3 separate regions of the Sus scrofa genome follow, and regions 1 and 2 are each linked to region 3. A link is a contact called in public Hi-C and HiChIP or PLAC-seq data. All regions are on one chromosome and are shown on one strand. The core of a region is the stretch at or near the end of the contact, and the rest is flanking DNA. Distances in the headings are between cores, read along the strand shown. Region 1 holds the start of HS1BP3 (HCLS1-binding protein 3). Region 2 holds the start of SDC1 (syndecan 1). Region 3 holds the start of PUM2 (pumilio homolog 2).

Region 1 (3,281 bases), core at 107-2,606, 250 kb after region 3:
ATCTGTGAAGAAGCCCCGTGCAGGCGGGGCAGTGAGGGAAGCCATCCACCTGCTACCCCAGCTCCCAGCGCCAAAGTCACACCCTCATTGGTCTGCTCACACCTGCCAACCTCAAACGCCCTTTTTGCAGAAAAGGAAACTGAGACTCAGCGAGAGGGGGTGGGGGTGAGCTGTGTGGCACTAGGGACGCTTCTGCCAACGAGGACATGACCAGCAACCAGGCAGAGGACACCAAGCAAGGGCTGACATCAAGGTTCGATTAAAGAATCGTACTTTTCTAGACCAGCCTGAGGGCACAGGGATGTTCAGACTGCAGCTGGAAAAACACCACTCATTTGTGTAAGAGACTGATGCCTTAGTCCAAGATCTTGTGTAGAGGGAACAGGGTGGAGTATATGAAAATAGTTGCAGTGAGTGGCTAGACAGATATTAGAAAGGGGGGAAGTAAAAGCACGGACATCGCAGCCTTTCCAGGATCTGTTCTGCGCTGAGTCCTCCACCCGGAACCAGGGTGGGCCCACACTGCATCCTCTGCCTCCAGGGACCCTGCCAAGGCCTCTGCTCAAACTGCACTTGTCTGAGCCACCTGTTGGAGCAGCCGCCTCCTCTTCTCCCCCCTCACCTGGTTCATGCCCACTCCTCCAGCAGAGCCTGGCTTCATTCACTGCCTCCCAGAAGCCGGGGTTACACCCTGCCCTGTGTTCCCATGGCGACCGGAACCCACGACCCTGTCTCAGCATCGGTCTGCCTCCATCCTTGTTTCCCCTGCTGGGCCCAGCCTTGCCCGGTTCACCCCGTCCCCACTGCCGTGCACTGGGCCGTACACACGATGAGCGCTGAAAAGATACAAAACTAGGTTCCCGAAAAGAAATGAAGGCAGATGGACAGGAAAGGGGAGAAGTGAGCCTCCCTCTTTGCCCGCCTGCGCGGGACCTGCCCGTCCAGTCCTTCCAGTGGGTCTTGGGTGAGTTCATTAGCCCTTGCGGGGGGGGGGAGGCCTCAGTTTCCCCATCTGTAAAACGGGGGCACTCGCAGCTGCCCGCTTCTCCCGCGGGGCGGTGGAGGGGCCGAGCCCGGGTCAACGGCCCCCGCGCTGGGGAGCCTGGGCGGCAGACCGGGAGCCCGGGAGCCGCTGCCTCTGCCGGCTCCCGCGCCCTGGGAGCAACCGGCCGCGGCTCCCGGGCCCCCGAGCCCCCGACTCCACGCTGCCTGAGACGCGGCGCCAGGTGCGGGGTCGGGCTCACCTGGAGGTGACGAGCACCGCCGGGGACTGCATGACGGCGAGGCTCCGGGCGGGGCGCGCGGTCACGGGACCCGCAGGCGCCGGCGTCGCCGCGTCCCCGCCCCGCGCCCCGCCCGCCCCGGCCCGGCCCGGCCCCGGCCCGCCGCCTAGCGGCCACCGCGCTGGGCCGGACGCGCAGCGCTCGGCCGGTGCGTTTGCGGGCCTTGCTGGACCTCTGCGCAGGGACTGAGGGCGGAGGGCGTCCGCGGGCCCCCGGAGCTGAGCGGCCCCCGCGACCCTATGTCCGAGCCGTCCTGCTCGCACGCACGTCCTCGTCCTGGTGTGGGCCTCTCGTTATTAGTGACAGCGCCAGGTGCAAGCATCGGAGCGCCCAGGACCCTGCTTCAGACGTTCTGAGCTTTGATGAAACAGGGCATGGGCGGCCACGGCCCCAGGGATGCTCAGAGAGATGTTAGGAGGCTCCAATGAGGTGACAGAACCGGCAGATAAATTAGAGCCCTCCGTGAGGGGTGAGCTTCCAGGGGCCAACCGGGCCTGTCCAGCAAAAGCTGCTGGGAACTCGGGGTCTTTCTTCTCCCTCACTTAGGGGGCCTTGTTCTGAGGCTTGTTAAAACAGACAGGAAGACGCTCTTCAAGACTCCTGCAGCTGGGTCAGTGGGGAGAGGGCTCAGGAGTAGGTGAGGGTCGGGTAGGGGCTTCTTGCTGAAGGCAGGCCCAAGGGCTTAGAGGGGGTGGGGGAGGAGGCGCTGGTTCAGAGGGATCAGATATCCCGGGTGGGGATTCTCTCTAAACTGAGGGAGCAGGATTCTGCCTGAGACTGGGCTGGGCTGGCCAAGGACAGGGCAGGGACCAAAGTCCAGGCTCAGCTAAGAGAAGGTACAGAAGAATCTAAAGCTTAGTCAAGGAGACAGACTTCGTCACCCCAAGTTTCCTTCTTAGAGAGCTACTGAACCCCCTCTCTGGGTGCAGATCTCTCTCCCAGGTGCCCTCTCCTCCTTTCTTCTGACCCCAAGTCCCAGGGCTGTTCCCTGCCCTCTGGCAGGAGCAGGAGGGGCTTCTGCTTGACTGCATTTTCCCAAAGAACCAGCCTCCCGCCCCACCTGCACCACCTTGGAACTCTGGTCAACGAGTTCGCCAGCTCTTTTGCAACTGCCTGCAAAACGCTTAGCTCAGGGCCTGGGTCCTAGTGACCAGCAGTGTGTTTGTGTTGCTCTAATGTGTAGCCTGCCTGTCGCCAATACCTTGCAGGCCCCAGGATTCCAGAGTGCACACCGCTGGGGGCCTTGGCACACCTGGCGCCGGCCAAGAATACCACTGGTTCCCATGAAAGAGTAACCCTGTCCCGGAGAACAATCCCATTTTCTGCCTCTGTGGGTCCCACGTGCCCCTATGTGGCTCCAGCGGATAATTGTATACAATGCATGGAATGTGGAATCTAAATCTGATATTTTCTGCTTCCTGCCTGACTCGAGGAGCCCCTTCCATGGCTGAAGCTGCGGTAACGCAAACCACATTGCGGAGGAGCTTATAGTCCCCCTTCTTGCTGCCCTGGGAGGAGCGCTCCGGGCCTCAGTCACCCCCAGGGACGTCACTGGACCTCAGAGGCAGTGCGGTCAGTTAGAGACACCACAGCCAGCAGGGGGTCTAATCTGAATTCTGGCCATGCCGCTGTGCACCAGCACTGCCATGGTTTCTGGTGGGGTGGGTCTTCTGGGGACCCGCTGATGTGTCTCTGTCTTCTACAGTGATGCTTTGGCACCTCATGGGGCTGGCAGTCAGGTTGAGCAGAGCTACCACCTCATTTGTCACTCGGCGAACGCTCCTGGGCACAGCTCTGAGCCTGTGACCTCGCCAGGCCCTGGGAATGCAGAAGACACAGGCCTCCCTTGCGGGGCTCACATGCCACTCGGGAACAGGTGGAGCTGTCCACACGAGGGCAGGCCCAGGGTGCACGGGGAATGGCATGTAAGCAGCTCAGCTAGGGGTTGGGGCAGACAGGGGTTCTTCCAGGTGGATGTGGTGCCAGACGTGGGGCATG
Region 2 (3,317 bases), core at 553-3,052, 130 kb before region 3:
GTTGGCTTGGTGTTGCCGAGAGACTTGGCCGGAAAATACACTGTAAGTGGAGGACCGGGGTACCCACCCCCGGCCGCCGCTCCTTGCCCTCCCACGTGCCTCCTTTTGCCAGAGCTGGGGAAGTGAGCCGTCCAGATGTGGTAGCGAGAGACCGCCACTTCCGGAAGGGGGCGAGCCCCCTCGGTCCGCACCTCCCCTCTCCATCCCCGGGGATGGCCGACCTGGCTCACACGGAGCAGAGGAGAGGACCCTGGGACTCGGGCACCGGCTGTGGGGGCTGTGGGGGTGGACGTGAGCACCCGGCGGCCAGCGCTGACACCTGGCGGCAGCCCAGGTCTCAGCCCATAGTAGGCTGGAGCCGCGGGGCGGTTCCCAGGAAAGGGTTACCGGGGCCGAGAACAAAGCGCCCCCTTTGGGGAAGGCGGGCCAGCGGACGGCGGCTGGGGCGGGAGAGCACTTTCTGGGGACCCTCCGGATCTCTTTGTCGGCCAGATCCCTCTTTAGAGGCGACCCACCCCTCTCCAAAGGTGGGTGCTGGAGTTCTACCCCACGGCCTCCCCCCAGCTTCGGGCTCCACGTTTGTCCCCCTTTTCTTCTAGCTCCACTGGGCGGGCCAAGGGACCCGCCTTCCCTCCGCGCTGCTCCAGCACAAAGCCAGGCCGGGGGAGGGGTAAAGCCATTCCCGGGTCCACTCGCGTGGAAGCAGCCCGCGCGCCCCGACCGTGCCCAGCGCAGGCTCTCGCCCCTCCGCAGGCAGCACAACTTCAACAGCCCAGAAGTTGGGTTCCTGCGGGTCTCTTGCGTTCCGAGGCCAACTTCCCGGAACCTCCTGCTACACCCGGCCTGGCTCCGTTCGGCCAGCCAACGGACAGCCGAGACCCCACCTCTGTCCGCCCGCCCCGGTCGTCCTCGCAGCCCTGGCTGGGGCTCCTTAGTGCACACGCCCGCCTGCTCCCGCGCCGATTCCGCTGCTCCCAAACTTGCCTCTGCCAGAGGGGCCGGGCGCTCCGGCTCGACCGATCTGGTTTGAATTAGGGTCCGCGGGCGGGGCGTATTAGCCGCGATCTCGGCATCCTCCTGGGTCACCGGCGAGGGGCCCTGCCGCCGCAGTGCCCGGGGTGACTGGGTGGGAGCCGGCGACCCCAGGAGCCGCCGCTGGCTGGCTGGCTCTTTCGCCACTGGAGCCCTTTTACGTAATTGAGCTCGGGGCCCCGGCGCAGGCTCTGCTCCACGGGACGCCCCAAGCCTCCTCCCGGAGCTGCGGAACCCACGGCCCCCCCCCCCCATTCCCCGACGGCGGAGGCAGTTGGGTCAAGAGCCCTGATTTCGGGGCTCCTAGTCTCCCCGCCAGCCTTGCTAGCGCGGGAAGAGGGGAAGTCCCCGCTTCCCCTCCCCCTCCACGTGCGGTCGCCGGTATCGGCCGATCCGCCAGCCCCGGCTTCCCGCCACCTCCCGGCCAAGCCCCCGGCCGCACTCACCAGGAGGGCCGGCTGCAGGCGCAGCGCCAGCGCGCAGAGCCAGAGCCAAAACGCCGCGCGCCTCATGCTGCCCGGACCAGCGGCGGGAGCGCAGCGGGTTGCGCGGGTCAGGGGTGCGCGGCGCTGAGCCGTCTGCGCGAGGCTCCGAGTCGGCTCTGCGGGTTGCGCTGCGCCCAGCTCCCTTGAGCGATGCCCAAGCGCGCTGCTGTCCTAGGCGAGGGCTGCGGGGTCCCCTGGCTGCAGTCCTCGCTCTGGTGCTAGACTCCTCCGGCTCCGCTCAGCTACCGCTAGCACCTCTCCCGCCGAGCTCCGCCTTATAATAAACCCGCAGGCCCTTAGCCGTTGCAAAAAACTCGCCCCCCACCCCCAGCTCGCCAGGTCTCGGGGCCAGCCCCAGTCCCCACCCCCTAGAGCCCCGCCCCCTAGAACCCCGCCCCGCCCCCTGAGCCACAGGCCCGGCCCCCAAGGAACGCCCCAAGCCCGGCTCCCCAGCCCCGCCTCCGCACCGCGCCAGGGAAGCCGAGCCTCGCCTACCCCCAGGGCCACGGTCCCCGCGCGCCGCGGTTCCCCGGGTTTCGGCTCTGCTGCTCCGGTGTTCCCGGGGGTTGGGGACTGGTCGCACCCCCCTACCGCCCTGGCCAAGGGTTTTGAGGCTCTGCCCGGGAGACTGGCGGGAGGGGCGGGAGTTGGTCCTCGATTGCTGGCGCCAGTCTGCAGCGCCCTCTGGGCGTGAACACCGAGCCCCCTCCAGGTGCGCTGGACTCCCGGATCCGGGCGGGAACACTTTCTGAGGCTGTGCGGGGGCCCGAAGTGATGGGCCCTTAAATCAGTGGCCCCTTCCCTGGCTGCGGATGGTGCTCTCTGCGCCCTCTCACCCTACACCCCAGCACTAGTTTCCACATGCGCTGGCCTTCTGCCAGTGCTGGAAACTAGGGGCCTTACTTTAAACAGCTGGACACGCCCAGGAAGGGTTGTTTAAAAAAATTAAAAAATTTTAAAGGACTTTTCAGTGTCTTTTGATAGAAAGCAGTGCCCTCTCTCTTCATTCTCTGAGTCAAAAGGAAAAGTAAACAGCCTTGGGCCCAGGTGACTTCCAGCCTGCAGGTCTGAGAAGCACCACTGGCATTTTTGCTCCTTCGTGATTCCCTGAGGGGCCTTAGACCTCAGTGGTGCCATCAGCAATCCCGAGCCTCTGTGTAGGTGTTCAAAGACCATGGAAGGTCTGTAGAGCAAATGGCCTTGAACGAAAAGGGGAAGAACCTGCCGGGCCCTGCCTGCAATGTGACCTTGGACCTGGAGACCAAAGATACCGACTTCCCCACCCACCGTCCCCATCTCCGCCTGCAGAGCCTCCTGCAGGTTCTTAAGGCCTGAAGCAGTTCTCTTAGGCCTTGATTTCAAGGATCATCTAACCGCATGGCACCAGGCAGGACCTCTCCAAGGAGTTCAGGGCGTCCTGACAGGTTAAAGGGCCCTTTGAATAGAAAGCCATGAGGGTGTTTGCCAGGGGCTGGCTCATAGTCTGAAGTCAGCTCTCTAGCCCTTTCAACTCAATATGGAGGAAACATAGGTCAGTTTGGAATTTTGCTTTTCTCTCCTCCACAAAACAAAGAAAACTGGGGTCAAGGAATATTTGTTAGAGCCTCTTTATATTATAAAAATGACCCGTTGAGGGAGTTCCCTGGCGGCTCAATGGGTTAAGGATCTGGCATTGTGACTGCTATGGCTCGGTTTCAAGGGTTTTGATCCCTGGCCTGGGAACTTACACATGCCATGGGTGCAGCCAAAATAAATAAATAAATAAAATAAAAATGACCAGTTTATTTAGAAATTTACTCT
Region 3 (3,423 bases), core at 301-2,800:
AGATAAAGCAAATCATTTTTTTAAAAGCAAGATATTAAAGACTAAGAAAAGAAGCTTAGCCAATTAAAACTTTTGTGTGTTTTAAATCTGATCCCTAGCCAGAAATCCTTAAATCATCTTCCAATGCTCCAGGTCACATGGTGAAGAGTCACCTATTAAACAGGAATCTAAGCAGTAAACAAGCTTTTAAAATCCTTAGGTAACACCCTTTATTAAAACTTTACATATGATACCTTTACAAGTATTATATTTCTCTTACGTATTTAAAAGTATTTTTCTAATTAAGCTTTCCCTAAAAAAAACCTTTATTTCAAAAGTCTGTAACTAGTTTTCTTAAGTTAAAAATCTCAGAAAGTACTAAGTCCAGATTTTAACATGATTGTCTTATTACACATCAAATATGTCCCACCCAAATGCTTAAATGTGTTATAATGAAAAGCTAGGTCGGTTTCCCTAGCTATATTCTCAGAATTAACACTAACTTTTATACGCGTGTTTGAGCATAAAACTCTAACAAATGTATTTTCCCCAAATATGACCCAGTTCAGATACAAAACGAACGCTAAAAATGTGTGAAGCCTCTAATCTATTCTTTAGTTTTAATTTACATATCTTCCCGAGTATCAAAATCGGCTCCAATAACAACAAAAACAAAACATTCCTTACTAATGGCACCTAATACATTAAACCCAAGTCGCCGTTTCTTTCATAAGCACACCTGTCTACCGGAAGCTCTTCCTGGACACACTCGGGTCCTCTAGAATTCCCACACTTGTTTTCATAAACCCACTCCTTCCTCTTCGCCCACTTGCAACTCGCAGCTCCTCCGGATCCACCCGGCCTCTCTCCCGGTCCCGAACCCAAGAGCTGGGAGGACGAACAGCTCGGTCTCTAAACCCACACGCGCGGAAACCGAGCAAGAGCCGGGCGGGCCCCCTCAGCGCCGCGAGGCTGAGACGTGGGGGAGGAAAGGAAGCGGGAAAGCCGAGAGCAACCCCCCCGCTGGGCGCACACCCCCTTCCGGCACCCCTCCCCCTGCATTGTGTGAGCGGGCCCCAGGCCGCAGCCGTCCGGGGCACCCCGCAGGCCCCGTCCGCCCTCCAACCGGAGGGCTGCCCCCGCCAAGGCCGTCACACAATACCCGGGGAGCCAGCCCCGCGGCGTCAGAGCACGGGAGAGGGTGCAAACGCGACTGACTTACGGGGCTGCTGCGGCCGCGCTGCCTCAGCCGGGGACACCGACCGTTGGGCACACGGCGGCGTCGCTCTTGGCCGTCCTCCCCTCCTCCGCCTTCGGTGGCGGCAATATCTTCTTTCTCCACCTACCTCCCTCCCCCCCACCCCACCTCCTTCTCCTCCCCCTCCTCCTCCGAACCACCGAAGTACCGAGGGTGAGACACAGTCTCACAACAACATGGCTGCCACCGCCACCTCCCCTCCCCTCCCCCCCGCCCACCGGGCGCGCGCAAAGCACTCCGGGAGAAAGGGGGGCGCTCACCGAGGTGCGGCTCCTCGCTGTGGCTTCGGACGCTTCTCCCGCGCTCTGCACGCCGGCCAGCTAGAACACTGCGCGTGCGCACGCTCTCTACGCTCGCGCGTTTCGGCCGTCCCTTCGGCTTGCGCTCCCCCGCCCTCACCTTGCGGGCTTGCAGCCGGCTCTGACATCGGGGCGGTGCCAGGCGGGAGCGCGCGCCGGGCTAGGGCATCGCGGGAGTGGTGTTTCCGATCTACGCTGCTTCGGTCTCTGTGTTACCGCGTGGGGCCTCAACTTCTGAACTCGCTTACCCTCAGCTTCCTGGGCCACAGCTCATTGTTCTCCCTTAACTGCGCGGTGTCGGCGTCCTCGCTCGTGGTGTACTCGCAGTTCGCTTTCCGGGTGCTGGCATTCACAAGAATGGCTCAGTAATCTAGGCCTTTAGGTGTCATCCTTACCCTCTCCCCGCACCATGACGGTGGAGACGCATTGGGGAGGAAAAGTGAACCCCTTAAGAGGACTGCTCCGAGGGCAAATGGAACTAGCTCAGCAGCTTGCCACCCCTGGGTGCCTGGCCGGGTAAACAAAGTAAGCTCAGGTGGTTCTGTAGGCCAGTGATGCTCACTCTGGCTGCTACCCAGGTCGGGATGTGTGTGTGTGTGTGTGTGTGTGTGTGTGCTGCTACCCAGGTCGGGATGTGTGTGTGTGTGTGTGTGTGTGTGTGTGTGTGTGTGCTGCTACCCAGGTCGGGATGTGTGTGTGTGTGTGTGTGTGTGTGCGCTGCTACCCAGGTCGGGGTGTGTGTGTGTGTGCGTGCGCGTGCGCTGCTACCCAGGTCGGGCTGTGTGTGTGTGTGTGTGTGTGTGTGTGTGTCTTTTTAGGGCCGCACCCGCCTGTAGCCGCTTACGCCAGAGCCACAGCAACGCGGGATCTGAGCCACATCTGCGACCTACACCACAGCTCAGGGCAATGCTGGAGTCCTAGCAGATTGAGCGAGGCCAGGGATCGAACCTGCGTCCTCATGGATGCCAGTCACATTCCTTTCGTTGAGCAAGGCGGGGAACCCTGCAGGTCTGGATTTCTGTAGCAGGCTTTTATGTAGACTTCCTGAAACTGTGTTCAGTGTCACTACCTCCAGCTGGTGACTGCCATCTAAAATGAAAATCTCCTTCCTGGCACTCACCCTGGCTTTCAGCTTCACTCTGTTACCCACACTGCAATGTCCAGGTGTGTTCTGTTCAGTAAGAAGAGGTGTTCCTCTAAGAAATATCCCGTAGGAGATCCTGTCGTGGCGCAGTGGTTAATGAATCTGACTAGGAACCATGAGGTTGCGGATTTGGTCCCTGACCTTGCTCAGTGGGTTAAGGATCCGGCGTTGCAGTGAGCTGTGGTGTAGGTGGCAGACGCGGCTTGGATCCCGCGTTGCTGTGGCTCTGGTGTAGGCCGGCAGCTACAGCTCCGATTCAACCCCTAGAAAAGGCAAAAAGAAAAAGAAATATCCCGTAATCAAGTATGGAAGTCACTGAGGTACATATTGTCTGCCTTCTCCTCCCATTGGGCTGATAATAGCAAGAGTCTTTACTGTTGCTTAGTCCACATGAAAATAGGTGTACTGGTCAGAGGCACTCCCTCAGAATTTGGAATTAGGACTAGGAAACCCCAGTCCCCCCTTGAGAAGTCTCTTAAACCTGGGCTCTCTGGGCTGACTTGTCCCACCATATGGACAGAAAACCTACAGAGTGGAGTTGAGAGAGAAGAAAGCTCTGATATTTCTCTTTCTCTTTGTTCCTATAGTTTGTTGGCAGCCTCTTTCCTTGGGTTCTGAAACAAATGCCTTGATTCGTATACTGCTGCTTTTTTGCTTAAGCTAAATAAAGAGTTTCTATTACAACCAAGAGTTCTAACTAAAAGCCATATGTATACCATAGTTATTATTTATTTAGTGCTTTC

The links. Hi-C and Micro-C count contacts between places; a contact is called where the count stands out from the background. HiChIP or PLAC-seq counts read pairs in DNA pulled down with a chosen protein or histone mark.
Region 1: a contact with region 3 is called in an H3K27ac HiChIP or PLAC-seq map of alveolar macrophages. The contact joins the promoter of HS1BP3 here to the promoter of PUM2 in region 3. A contact is called at or near these places in 1 of 5 promoter capture datasets (liver), 3 of 47 Hi-C or Micro-C datasets (embryonic fibroblasts, liver and retroperitoneal adipose tissue) and 2 of 2 datasets of contacts at active chromatin or transcription factors (alveolar macrophages and skeletal muscle).
Region 2: a contact with region 3 is called in a Hi-C map of liver, with 2.7 times the contacts expected there. The contact joins the promoter of SDC1 here to the promoter of PUM2 in region 3. A contact is called at or near these places in 1 of 5 promoter capture datasets (liver), 2 of 47 Hi-C or Micro-C datasets (both in liver) and 1 of 2 datasets of contacts at active chromatin or transcription factors (skeletal muscle).

The regions. Positions count from the first base shown.
Region 1 is chr3:117,607,062-117,610,342 of Sscrofa11.1, reverse strand. It overlaps HS1BP3 (HCLS1-binding protein 3), which reads right to left and starts at 1,356. Exons shown (of 7, transcript XM_003354913.5): 1 at 1,245-1,356. The coding sequence starts at 1,276. It overlaps LOC102157748 (a long non-coding RNA gene), which reads left to right and starts at 1,418. Exons shown (of 4, transcript XR_002342833.1): 1 at 1,418-1,752; 2 at 2,989-3,208.
Region 2 is chr3:117,986,070-117,989,386 of Sscrofa11.1, reverse strand. SDC1 (syndecan 1) reads right to left here and starts at 1,802. Exons shown (of 5, transcript NM_001243190.1): 1 at 1,479-1,802. The coding sequence starts at 1,544.
Region 3 is chr3:117,856,057-117,859,479 of Sscrofa11.1, reverse strand. PUM2 (pumilio homolog 2) reads right to left here and starts at 1,550. Exons shown (of 22, transcript XM_013996320.2): 1 at 1,498-1,550. It overlaps LOC102158392 (a long non-coding RNA gene), which reads left to right and starts at 1,653. Exons shown (of 3, transcript XR_302627.3): 1 at 1,653-2,061.